2 separate regions of the Mus musculus genome follow, and region 2 is linked to region 1. A link is a contact called in public promoter capture Hi-C data. All regions are on one chromosome and are shown on one strand. The core of a region is the stretch at or near the end of the contact, and the rest is flanking DNA. Distances in the headings are between cores, read along the strand shown.

Evidence for each region. Promoter capture Hi-C pulls out the DNA fragments that hold promoters and counts their contacts.
Region 2: a promoter capture Hi-C map of pre-B cells shows a contact between it and region 1, with 2.9 times the contacts expected there. The contact joins the enhancer-like site here to the promoter of Ccnjl in region 1. A contact is called at or near these places in 13 of 39 promoter capture datasets (the 3T3-L1 cell line, the HPC-7 cell line, cranial neural crest and 8 more), 4 of 115 datasets of contacts at active chromatin or transcription factors (embryonic forebrain, embryonic limb bud, forebrain and 1 more) and 1 of 9 other capture datasets (embryonic stem cells).

What each region holds. Positions count from the first base shown.
Region 1 is chr11:43,525,219-43,531,630 of GRCm38.p6, reverse strand. Ccnjl (cyclin J-like) reads right to left here and starts at 2,882. Exons shown (of 6, transcript NM_001045530.2): 1 at 2,664-2,882; 2 at 2,172-2,276. The coding sequence starts at 2,234.
Region 2 is chr11:44,406,193-44,413,173 of GRCm38.p6, reverse strand. It overlaps Il12b (interleukin 12b), which reads right to left. Exons shown (of 8, transcript NM_001303244.1): 3 at 5,100-5,366; 4 at 4,596-4,713; 5 at 2,825-3,042; 6 at 2,045-2,223; 7 at 532-656. Among named protein-coding and RNA genes, the nearest start is that of Il12b, 9.6 kb to the right of the region's middle. Within about 2 kb of position 4,378, at least 2 of the 459 cell types and tissues checked have an H3K27ac peak or open chromatin away from gene starts, as enhancers often do. A contact at or near this core is called in pre-B cells, where this site is marked.

The DNA of each region.
Region 1 (6,412 bases), core at 1,633-4,132:
CCAGCCCTTGCTCCTCAAAGACAGGAGATCAGCGGGGTACCAGCCCCTTTATCATGTATGCTCACTCAAAACTCCACCAAGCTAAACATTCTTAAACATCTTTGAAGAGGGAGAAAAATGCAGCAAGAATACAGCAGATAGTTTTTGAAGGAAGTGCGACATTGTAACTAAAAGGACTTGAGATTTGACCCTAAGGTCAGCTTCGAGCCTGGAGTGTCTCAGGGAAGTAACTCTGGAGTTACATTGTTTCCACAAAGCCTCTTCCTCCCTTCATGCCCTAAGGTACATGCAGAAATGACAACCACTTAGCTACCTTAAATCAGGGAAGCATGCTCTCCAGTGGCCCTCATTACCTGCGTTCAGCCAATACTTCTAGAAAGGGCTAAGAATACACTGTTTCACGTACTACCGTACAGCCTCTGTCTCTGCCTTCTGGCCTGGCACTTCTGACCCTCAGGCCTCTGAGAGCTTAGTTAAACTCCCATGCCCTGCTTTTGCAAAGAACTACCAGGACCCAATTTTGTCTCCAGATCCCCAGACTGGAACATTCTGTTCTGGACAGAGCAAAGGAACACGGGAAAGCAATGCCAGAGACATGTCAGCAGGTAGAGGAAAAGAGGAAAAAATAAATAAATAAAATAAAGCATTTGTGTGACTAGAAGAGATTCACTCCCTAATGAGTCAAGTCCCCCTCTCTCACCTCACCTGAATCTGGAGACTCTATAACAGGTCTGCCACAGACACTGAGTATGTTTTGCTGAAAGTGGGAGCCCAGTTCTACAGAGATCTACGGGCCCCAATAAGACAACTTCTGACCTACACTGGCCTGACAAACCAGTCGAGACTACCTCTCCCCTAAATTCATGTCCGTCTAGAACCTGAGAATGTGACCTTACTTGAAAGTCATATCCTTTCAGATGTACCAGTTAAAGTACAGTTACACCCTACTCGGGTAGGGTGGGCTCCTACGAGGAAACAGACACAGACTCTCAGACAGGAGATGACACAGAGGCAGTAAGTTAAGAGCATTCAGAGAGCTGAGGCAATTGAACCATGAATTTAAGGACTGCTTGGACTATACAGTACCTATACAGCTAGCCTGGGCTCCATAACAAGACCCTGTCTCAAAAGCAAACGGATCTTCTGTATCCTTCCAACATCCTGAAATCGGATGCCCACCAGCCTCTAGTACTTTGTTACAGTAGCTCTGCTTCCATTCACACCAAGTCTCCAAACAATCCTTCCCAGCCCAGGTACAGGAAGAAAGAGGCAAAGCCTTCATTCAGTCCTCTGGGTTTTCCCAGTTTCCCAGTGGCCAACAGCAGCCTCAGCAACAGGAGGTGAACTGAGAGGGGGATCAAGTTTCAGCCAGCCCACCTTCTACCACAGGAGGCCAACTGGCAGGGGAGTTTGTGTTTTCTCCCTTAGCTTTCTAGTCTGCAACCTCTTTCGGTTAAGGCTAGTGTGTCTTTTCTTTCTCTCGTTTTGAGACAAAGTGTCCCACTGTGTAGCCCTGTGCTTCCTGGAGCTCCTCCTGACGCTTCAGTTGACCTTGAACTTGTGGAGATCCTTCTGCTGTCTCCACAGTGCTAGGACTGCCCCCAGGCCAGACTTTTAAATTTCATTCAGTTCCTGCCTTAACAATGAATTCCCACCATCTACCTAATATTTCTTTACACCGAACTGTAACTTTACTACGTTTGCATAGATTTATTTAGGCATCTGCTTTACCACTGAGCTATGCACTAGTCTAGTAATTATATTTTAAAAGAAATTGCTACAACATCATTACAATGATAGGGAAAATCAGCATTATGTATAGTAGGTGGTATTATGTGTCTTTGAATTACACACTGTAATGGATACACAGTATTTTTTTTTTAATCCATTCTTGTACCATGTAAAGTAACCTCGGGAGGAAATCCAATGGGATACGAACTATTCTTCATTTAGGTGGCTGGTGAAAAACCGACTTCAAGTTCTTGGATCTCCAGGTCCTTTGCCTGGAAGAAGACCACACTCCCCATGAAGGTAAAAGAGCAGGCGCACAAATAAAAGGGCACCAAGAGTGCTGAGTTCCCATGCGGGGCATCCTGAAGACACCCACAGGAGACCGAAAGTGACTTTAAATACCCAGTCCTTGCGAGTGACAAGGGCGGGGAGGAACTGACCTTCTCGCGCAGAGTGCAGTGTACGTCCGAGGCGACGCGCCCTTCCCACCACGGCTCATCCATCACCGCCGCAGTTATGAAGCTACCGGGATCTCGGGGCGCACCCTGCGAGGACACCAGGAGCTTCAGCGATCGGAGACTCTTCCTTCACCCTGCCCTCAGTGACCCTGATCCTCCTCGGTCCCTGTCCCAGTCCGGGACGGGCGCCCCCTCCTGCCCTGCACCGTGGAGCTGGCTGTCGCCCGCTGTCCTGAAGAGCCAGCAGTGTCCCCGCTCCCCTCCCTCCGCCCGCCCAACCTGGGGCTATCTGGAACTGTGTGCAACAACTTGCAGAATATCCAATGTGCCCCTCTGCAAAAGTTGCAAAGTTGCGGGCTGTAGTAGCTCTCCCAGGGCTGGCTGGGTCACTGGCTCAGAGTCCCCAACTCCTCCCCCGCCGCCTAGCCTTTGTCCTGCTCGCACATCCTGCCCTCGAGCCGGGGCCAGACTCACGCATCGCTGTCCCGGCGTGGGGGGCCGCGGGTGGTGGGTCCCTTCCCGCACCGGGTACGTAGTGCCCTCCGATGGCCGCCCGGTCCCTGGCCTCGCGTGCTCGCGACCGCTGCCTCTGCAGCCCGTCCCGCCCGGCCACCGGCGCGCCCCTGCGTGCGCTCGGTCCCGCCGCGGCTCGCAGTTCGGGCCGCCGGGGGCCTCCCTCCCTCGCTCGGGGAATTGGGGGCCGGGCCTCGCGCATGCGCCGCCAGCACCCCGCGCCCCGCGGGGCGGGGGGCTGGGAATGGCAGTCTTTCTTTCCCCGGCGCTGAGCTGCGCTTCCTGCCCACCCTCCTCCCTCGCCCGGGCAGAAAGCTAGGCTTCACCTTCCCTGGGACTCTGGGGGCGATCCCCAGTGACCCTGCCCCCTTGATCCTGGAGCGCGGGGGACGCGGCGCCACCTGCGTGTGCCGCGCGTGGATCCAGCGGCCAGGACGCCCCCAGAAAGTTCTGACTTCCGCATGCGCTGCTCCTGCCAACCTGCAGACGCTTCCACCTGTCTTTCTTTCTTTTTCAGCCTGCCCTGCGATGGGGAGGTAGATTTTCAAACAATTCCCACAGGAGCCCCAGAGAAGACACCCTTGGATACGCACGAGTTCCTCTTTATAAAGAGGGCTCAGTGAGTATCTTATTGTACTCTTAAGCGTGCATCCATGCTGAGCATTGCAGGGAAACAGTCCTTGTGGCAGGTTGCGGGATAGAAAGCCCTTTTAATTTACTTGTTTTCAGAAAGGCATTTTCTGGAGCCTGCAGTATAATGGCATAACATCCTGCTGTGCTGATTTTTGTGAGCCCTTTGGTGATCCCACTAACTTAAAATCAAGTCCACCAACTACCTGGGTGTTTTTGTTCACCCAGTGTCTTAACCACTTAGAGCTTGGCTTTAGGTAATAGAGGGATACAAACTACAATAATCTGCTGGGGATACATTATGATTAAATGAGAAAGGACACGAAAGAGGATTACCACTAGGCCCGTTAGAAAGTCACCAGTCAATAAATAATTACACGAAAAAGACTTTAGTTTCTGCCTAGTTTTCTACAAGATAGATATTTGTTGTGGTTTGAGACATGGTTTTTCTGTGTAGCCCCAGCTGTCCTGGGACTTGCTCTGTAGACCAGGCTGGCCTTGAACTTGGCGATCTGAGGGAGGTCTTGTAGGACTACAGAGTCCTGTGAGCTGGGACTAAAGGTGTGTGCCACCATCATCAAGCCGCAAGTAAAATTTTACGGGTTAAAAATACAATTTAGTTTTGAAAGGCTACTATAGTACTGCATACCTGCGACATTAGCACTCAGAAGGCTGTCTGTAGCTTAAGGGTTAGGAGTTCAAGGGCAGCCTGAGTTACACAGAAGTTTGAACCCTGTCTAGGCTGAGGGTTTTTTGTTTTGTTTTGTTTTGTTTTTCTATGTTTTTTTTTTTAGCTTTGATGAACTTGTACTGAAAAGAAGTTTTAGCATTTATGAGCCCTCATAAAAATTTAAAAAATACCTGAGATTAAACAAATGTGATATATATGCAATCATGTATGCATATCTTTAGATCAATGTGACCTAAGACCTTCATGAAGAATCAGATGCAAAGCATGGACAGGCAGGCCATCAAAGAAAAAAAAATCTCATGCCCTATTCACTAACAAACAGATACAAACAGATACACAAGTAGATACACAGATACACAAACAGATACATAGATACAAACAGATAACAAACAGATACAAACTACAATTTTAAAAGCTGGAGCAGATCTTTATCAAAGATGTTTTTAGTGTTTGTTAATGTTTTCGGTTGGCATACAAGGTAATGGGTTCCTTTGTGGCATTTCGCACCTATGTGTCCTCATAGTTTGTTCTCAGTCATCATCTCTCCCCTACTGCCAAGGGACTCCTAAGGTGGGTAAATATACAACCTTCTTGGGAATGCAAATGCCATCTTTCTGAAAAACAACATAAATCAACAAGTTTCAAAGTATCATTGCATCCAACTACTCCACCTCCTAGAGTTTGAGGTCAGGTTGGTATCCATAGTGAGTTCTAGGCCAGCCAAGGCTTGCACAATGAGACCTCATCTCAAAAAAGAAAACTCGGACCGCCCCCCCCCACACACACACATCACCACGTGGGCAGTGGCCACACACACACACACACACACACACACACACACACACACACACCACGTGGGCAGTGGAATTGGATAAGGATGATCTTCTTATGACGTTTTTTGAGAGGAATGAATATGTAATGAGTTGGGGGTAGGGTAGCAGTCACAATATTGTAAGTAAGCAGGAGATGAGAAGAGGGTTTTACTCTTTCCAAGCATCTTTATTCACACACAAAAGAAATTGAAAAATAACCATAAAAGCATTGACTATAATCAGAGTGATAATTATGGGGGGAGCAAGGAAAAGGAAGGGAAGGGGAAGGAGGGAGGGAGAGAGGGAGGGAGGGAGAGAGGGAGGGAGGGAGAGAGGGAGGGAGGGAGGGAGGGAGGGAACGGAAGGAGTTGGTGCCAGCTATTGAACCTAGGGACTGGCACATCCCAGGCAAGCATTCTTTGCCTCCCAGTTTCATCTTCAGTCCTGGAAATCTTTAATTTACCCCCTGCCAGTAGACCCGTGTTTTCTAAATCTCCTACAACAAACATATATTGCTTTCATAACTAGAAAAAAAAGGGGGGGTGGTGAATGTTATTTTCAGTACCCAAGTGCTACATTTGCTGGGGAGGCCCGTCTTGAGCAATGAACGCCTTACAGTATTGTTTGTGTTTTGCTAATTTAAAGGGAAAAAAACCATTATTTCTTTTGCAATAATCTCCCTATTCTGGCTATATGGAAAAAGGAAATGCCTTGATCCTTCACTAGTTTATTGTCTCCCCTTCCCTAAACATCAGCTATGAGTTTATCAAGGAAGCCGATAACAGAAGGAGAAACACACACTTTGGGCTTTTCTCTAGGAGCTGTTTTAAGAGGAGTCTAAACACACTCACCCAGCCCTCTTTTGTGTATCCTCGGGGCTCCCTCATTTTCCTGCTATCTCTGAAGAACAAAAACACATTGCACCAATAAACTGATGCTTTTAGAGGCTGGTGGCTGCCCGCAGGTGCCCTCAGCAGTGGCGATTTCCTGTGCTGGCAGCTGGGAGAGAGTGTATCGAGGCTTACTTCTCCCAGTCCAGTCCGGCGAAGAGGTTTTGATCATTCAAAAAAGTAAATTCTTACTAAGTGCTTATTAGGACCAATGACTGCTCTTCCACCCTCTGCCCCAAGCGCTGGCAGTTTAAGGAAACAGAAGTTTGAGGCAAAAACATTCTAGCTACCTTCAAATTTAACCACGTATAAAGTGAAAAGAAAAGAAAACTCTGCCCATTCCAATTTCACTTAGAGACAGCGAGTCTAGTATTTCCACCCTGTTACTATTGACTGTTAACTCCGCAATAAACTTTCTCTCGACCTCCTCCTGTCACCCCCTTTCATGTGATACAAGCTCTTCCTGGTCCCATTCTGTTGCTAAGGATGGCCATTAGCTCGTTTCCTTCAAAAGGGACTTATGGGAATGGGACACCAGAGAGATGGCTTGGTGGTTAAGAGTACTAGCAACTGGCCTTCAATTCTCAGAATTCTTGTGAGGCAGCTCACAACTCTCGGTAACTCCAGCTCTTCTGTCTTCCTTGAGCACTTACACACACACACACACACACACACACACACACACAC
Region 2 (6,981 bases), core at 3,129-5,628, 880 kb before region 1:
CAATACCCTCCTATTTCACACCACACATTATTATCCCCAGACACTGGGTCTTGAGGATTTCTGTGCGAGACAGCCCAACCCTTCCTTACAGGGCTTGGACTTCAGCTGGTCTCATGCTTGCCAGGGACTCTCTTGAGAGATTTTTCTTAAAAGGGCTTTGATTGGGATATTTCCTTATTAAAAAGACTTCAGTGGTTCCCCAGAACCCCTAAGATATGGTTCCAACTTCTGTCTACTTCCAAGTTCTCCATACTCTGACTCCTGATTTCCTCCTCCTCTGGTCCTTCTTGCCTTTCCCTGTACAAGGGTAGGACCCATGCTTGTTTTCTTTATTGTAATATCCTTGGCCTAGCATAGTGCCTGACCTAACATACACATCAAGTTAACATCTGCTGATGAACAAATGTGTTTCTGACTGGAATCCCTATGCCAGGAATTCCACCCCCACCTCCCTCACAAGCCTCCTGTTGTCCTCCACCAGGACCACTAAATGTGCAGGTGTGGTTGGGCTTCACGGTCCTGCTCACACACCTGCAGGGAACACATGCCCACTTGCTGCATGAGGAATTGTAATAGCGATCCTGAGCTTGCACGCAGACATTCCCGCCTTTGCATTGGACTTCGGTAGATGTCTTCTCTACGAGGAACGCACCTTTCTGCAAAGGAGAGGAAAATTTAAGTAAGGGCTTTAGGCAATATAAGGCAGGCTGGCATGGGCGCTCCCCTTGCACCACCTGCTGGTAGAAGCTATAATCAGAGGTGTGTGTGTGTGTGTGTGTGTGTGTGTGTGTGTGTGTGTGTGTGTGTGTATGTGTCCCACCTCTTTCCAGAGCCCAGGTTCAGGCATTACTACTCAGTTTTACAGAGGTTCTGGGGGTTAAAATTCAGGTCTTCATATTCCAGCATGATTCATCCACCACCCCACTCTCACTTTTCTATTTAGTAAACTCCAACAGAAATGGCTTGCTCCCCCTTCTGCCTCTTGAAGTAGCAGCATTACCCCAAGGTCCCATGGGTAACCACTCCCATATGAAGCTGATGTTGGGACTGAGACCAGCTTTCTTTAGCTGTCTTGACATCAAGAATTACCATGCCTGTCAGCTTACAAAAGTGACTTCAAATCCTGGCAATGCTACTAAACAGCTGTGGTGCTTCAGGAAAATATCTCTGGTTCTCTGTGTCTCTCCTTATTCATGAGTAGGTCCCAGGATGCCTGCCTCTAAGAATTGCAGCAGCTAAATACAACATTTATGTAAAAATGCGTAGAAAGCTTTTAGCAAGTAGAAAGCACTAGACATTACCTATTTAAGATTGGTATATTAAATACATACACACAGGGATGAAACTTAGGTAGCAGTTAAAATCTGTTTCAAAATAATCCCATTTTTTGCTCCTGCTTTTAGGAAGTGGTTGAATCTCTGAGCTGAATTGCTATCACATTCTCAATGCTAGGTTGGAAGAATCCTTTGCTCTGTGACTTAAATGCTCATAAAAGTGTTCCTCAAACCTAGCAAGAGATCACTGTGCTAAGGACCCGAAAGGTAGAAAGTCACCATATTAGCCCAGTAAAGGTGGACATCTTGTAAGGTGAAATGATTGCTCATATTAAGGAAGTAGAGATTATCCTTATTTGGTGGGTCCCAGCATCAATGTTTTAGCATTTACTATATTTACTCAGTTTAAACAATCATTATAGGCTCCTGGATCCCAGGTTTCTATATCATGAACAACTTTGGTTGAGGATTGACAATCGACTATACTGGAGGAATTGAAGTGGTTGAGCTAACCATCTCTTTCTCCATCAAACCATTGCTGGGTACTGGTTCTGCCACTGCTCTAGCTGGAAGAACGTGGGCAAAACATAGCCTCTCTGAGCTTTCCTGGCCTCTGTGGAGAGGTGACAGCAATACTGGCTGCCTTTGGGACTTTGTATAGGTTGTGTGTGATTCACATGGAGAGCCCTTAACACAGTTCTGGTCCTGAGGCAAGCACCTGGTTGTCAGGATCTTTCCAATGGCCCCAACATGGGCTGCATAAATCCTACCTGGTTACACCCCTCCTCTGTCTCCTTCATCTTTTCTTTCTTGCGCTGGATTCGAACAAAGAACTTGAGGGAGAAGTAGGAATGGGGAGTGCTCCAGGAGTCAGGGTACTCCCAGCTGACCTCCACCTGTGAGTTCTTCAAAGGCTTCATCTGCAAGTTCTTGGGCGGGTCTGGTTTGACTGCAGAAGAAGACAAGCATCCTTTATTATCCTGGCCAGGCTTTGGAGCTAGGACTTAGGCTCCTGAGCTTGGCTGACAGAGCCCTCCACCTTCTAGTCTCTGGAATAGCTCTTTCACTTCTCTGAGCATCAGGGCAGCACCTGTGAGGGATCTGCTGAGAGTGATCTTTCCACTCGAGGAAGTCACCATTATTGGCCATATCCTACATTTTAGAACCCTTTCTGCACTGCACAGACCGGAAGTCCCTACTGGTTGAGTCATTCTGCTTAATAGAGTCTCGTATCTGGGCTCAGCAATCAGGGAACCCTCCCTGTGCTTGGTTTCTGCTTTACACTAAGCATGTAGTTAACCCATAATCCATTAGGTGCCACCATTGGGGCAGGTCTGGGTCTGGTCTGCTGTCTGTGAGATTTGAGATCTGGAAAAAGGTTAGCTTAACCCTTTAATTTCCTCATCTGTAAGATGAAGAGGGTAGTGTCTGTATCATGCTTTTTAGGAGAATGGAAAAGAATGCAGGCCAATCCTATGCCCCAGGGTATCATGGACACGTGGCAGACATCGTCTTTGCTTCCCTAGCACCTGCTCCCAGGCAAAACTCACTGATGTCCCTGATGAAGAAGCTGGTGCTGTAGTTCTCATATTTATTCTGCTGCCGTGCTTCCAACGCCAGTTCAATGGGCAGGGTCTCCTCGGCAGTTGGGCAGGTGACATCCTCCTGGCAGGACACTGAATACTTCTCATAGTCCCTTTGGTCCAGTGTGACCTTCTCTGCAGACAGAGACGCCATTCCACATGTCACTGCCCGAGAGTCAGGGGAACTGATGGCAAAGACAGAATGAGTTCTGTATTATAGATCAGAGATAGAGTGCCTGGTGTCTACAGTCCGAGGCCAGTCTGTCCAGCTGGTTGGATTTCTCCAGTGGAATAAAACAACCAAAACCAAAACCAAACAAAAACCCCCTTGCCCTTTGCAGAGTGGAAGCTTAGCTGTAAGAGACTGAAAGTTGCATCTCTGCCTAAATGAACCTGAAAATATCGTAATGCAAGAGAAACTGCTGAATTATAAAGAATTATAACAACAAAGATGATTATAAAGAAAACATGCGTGTCGCCACAATTCTCCTTTTTACTCAAATCTGAGTCCCACATATAGACATTGTTCACAGTTTGTTACTTCTAGAGTTTTTCCAAATGAATATTTAAGATAGACATGCACACAGACATATATGTACATATGTAGTTTATCCAAAGAGTAGCACAACTTTAAAGACAAATGAAAAATATATATGCATGAGTTTGTAACGTCTTTTTCCTCTCTGAAAGTATTGTGGGGGAGTTCTCTAAACAGAACACGAAAGTTGAGTTATTTATTTCAATAGATGCACATTGATGTTCCATTTGAGCATGCTTTTGCTAATTATGCAAAATGTTCCACTGACCCTTATCCATGTACTAGTTTCTTCAGGAACACGTGCAAGATTTCTCTAGCAGGAAAATGTATCGTGCTTGTCTAATTTTTTAAAGCACATAGAGGTCTGGCATGTTTCTATATGTAAGCATCTGCATTGTACACTGGTCTCCTTTGGGGCCACCTTTACCAGATCAGAAAATTCTCATAGAAGCAACAAGGACTCTGATGTCACCCTGAACCATTATTTTCCTTAGCTAAGTTAAGTCATAGCAAATTCATGATAAAGATGGAAAAGGGAGTCGTCCCCCCCACACCCCCTGTCCCCCGTTTATTCATTTAAATAGTGGGAGAGCCAGGGCGCTCACTCCCTGCCCTCCATGTGGCTCAGGGATTTAGTTGCTGACTAAAGTCAGCTGTAGAGCAGTCTGACACACCCGCTCTGCAGCCCTGGGAGATGATGTTTTTAGGAAAAGCCCAAGTGCATTGGGGAAACTGAACTTCAGAATAACGGTTGGGGGGTGGGGGTGGGGGGGGGAAGAAGTTGAAAAGGCTCTAGGAAAATCTCGAAAGGCCTCAGAGGGTTCTGGAATCTGTTCCAGGGCTTCCAACAGCAAGGCCCTGGAGCACTCAATTCTGCTTTTGACACAAGGTCGAGCTCTGGCCAGTTATTTGTAGCTGTGGCTTCTTTTTAATTCCTCCCCATGGTGCTGTGAGCCTTAATGAAGCACGGCCAGGCAATTCGGATGAGTGAATTCAAACTACCCAGCCAACTAGTCTCAGAGGGCTGGCTTAAAGCTCCATGCTATTTCCTTAGGCGAGCAGAGGGAAGTTGAAAAAAAAAATACAGAATTGACTTTGCTGTTCCATTACCAGTCACTGATAATCCATGGGCAGTTTGTACTTCTTTTTGTTATGAAGTAGATCACACAAAACCTTGAGAAATCATGGCAGCTCCCTTACCTGCTACTGCTCTTGATGTTGAACTTCAAGTCCATGTTTCTTTGCACCAGCCATGAGCACGTGAACCGTCCGGAGTAATTTGGTGCTTCACACTTCAGGAAAGTCTTGTTTTTGAAATCTGCATTTGAAAAGAAAAGAAAAATTAAATATTTAGGAGTTTTCTTTTAATAAAGAAATTTGTTTTTGTTATTTTTTATTTTTATTTTATTTATTTATTTCTTTTTTACTGTGGATGGATCACTGGCCATTACATGGTACAAGGGTGAGATTTTTTTTTTTTTTTTTTTGAGACAAGGTCTCTGGATGTTATTGGCTAACCAAGAAAGCTTATTGGTAAGCTATGGGCCAATGAGAGTTCCTGTTTCAAAGGAAATGAGAAACATTTCTGAGCCTCAGTGCACGCGCACGCGCACGCGCACACACACACACACACACACACACTTGCAATTATTACTTTTTAAGGAGGGGTAGAAGAAAAGATACTGTCAAGGGGGATGGAATTACTTTTTAAAATTTCAGTGGACCAAATTCCATTTTCCTTCTTGTGGAGCAGCAGATGTGAGTGGCTCAGAGTCTCGCCTCCTTTGTGGCAGGTGTACTGGCCAGCATCTAGAAACTCTTTGACAGTGATGGTCAGGGTCTTTCCAGAGCCTATGACTCCATGTCTCTGGTCTGAGGTCCAGGTGATGTCATCTTCTTCAGGCGTGTCACAGGTGAGGTTCACTGTTTCTCCAGGGGCATCGGGAGTCCAGTCCACCTCTACAACATAAACTGGAGAGCACCAGCAGTGAGGACCTGGACCAGGAGCCTCACAAACCCCGGGAACTGGGTTTCACTCAGTGTCTTGACACACCCATGGCCCTTGGAACGTCATAGCTCACAGGAGTTTGGCAAGTGCTTGCTGAGAGATCTCAGGGCATGGGGACAGAACAGAGAAACAGTTCTATAGCTGCCACCGAGTCATTTAACTGGCAGGTGGCCAGTAATAATCGGTCTCTGATTAGGAAGGGAAGACCTTGAAACAAGAAAAGATGCAAACAGCACAAGATTCCTTGTCAGAAGCCACTAGTGTGTGTGTGTGTGTGTGTGTGTGTGTGTGTGTGTGTGTGTGTGTTGGGAATGGAGATGAGGGGGAGTAAGCTTCCAGTTGTAATTCACAGGGAATACACAGGGCAGAGTATTGAGCAGAATAACATAGTGGCTTAAAGCATAGGTGTGGAGAAAGAAAGATGCAGAAATCCTATCTTCTCTAATTGCAAAGGAGATTTTGAGCAAGGTCCTGAACCACCAGTAGCCCCAGAGTCCTCACAAAATGGTAAGAACAATATTGTCTATGCTAATAGGATTAGCTGTGAGGATAGATGGTAAAAAAGCATGCACCTTAGCACAGCTAAGGTTACGGCAGGATAACCCTGTGCTAGCTTTTTAAAATCATCATCATCACCACCACCACCACCATCATCATCATCACTGTCATGCACAGGCCAAAGAGCCAGGCAAATGCACTGAAAAACTCTTAAAATTATCCAGAAAGATTTAGGTTTTTTTTTTTTTAAGTCTCTTCTGCATGAAATTTGTGGACGGAGATTGCCATTAACTACTTGTTTTTAAAAGCTATTTTACACTCTTACAAAGCAGTAGATGATTGTCTCAGTTTTTGAAGGAACTGTTTTTGCTGATGGCCAAGGGCTAAGTGAGGTCCCATCAAGTGTGAAGGGTAACAAATGGTGTCTTTCGGATCTTTTGTCTCCTGTGTTGTGCAATGGATATCTGATGCTAGTTTCTGAAGGAGCCTCCAGAATATCTCCATAAGGTATTCTGGAGTGGGTCACACCAAAGCCTCATGTGACAAAGCTTCAAAGGTTACCTACATATCAATTATTAATCGAAAGACTAGCTTAATGCAGTGACCCGTAAAGCAGGGTCGTCTTTCAACCTCCATCATCAGCATCACCTGAAAACCCATCAGTGAGGTTTGTTCTTGGTTGCTGAGTCAGATCAGGATGGCCCCAGTCATCTGATGCCTGATTGAATATGGAAGGCATAGTGGTGAAGAGCCTGGGTTTTGGAATAGCACGGCTATGGAGCAGAGCCAGCAAAGGGCTTTCAGAGAGCCATGGCCTCGGGGGTGGGAAGAGACAGCCAGCTACTTAGAATTTTACTTTATAGCCCCGGCTGGCCACAAAATTGGGCTTTCTTCTTGTCTTGATCTATCAAGTTCAGGGATTGCAGGCATGAACTGCCATGCCCTAGTCTGATGTCATTCTTTTAAAAAAAGAAAAAAGAAAGCAAAATATTAGTGCTTTCTTTAGAAGGTAACATCTAAACTAATTTGTATGCAAGCTTAAGACAGTTTCCTTAAGTGCCCTGTGAATGGTGGCTTTGT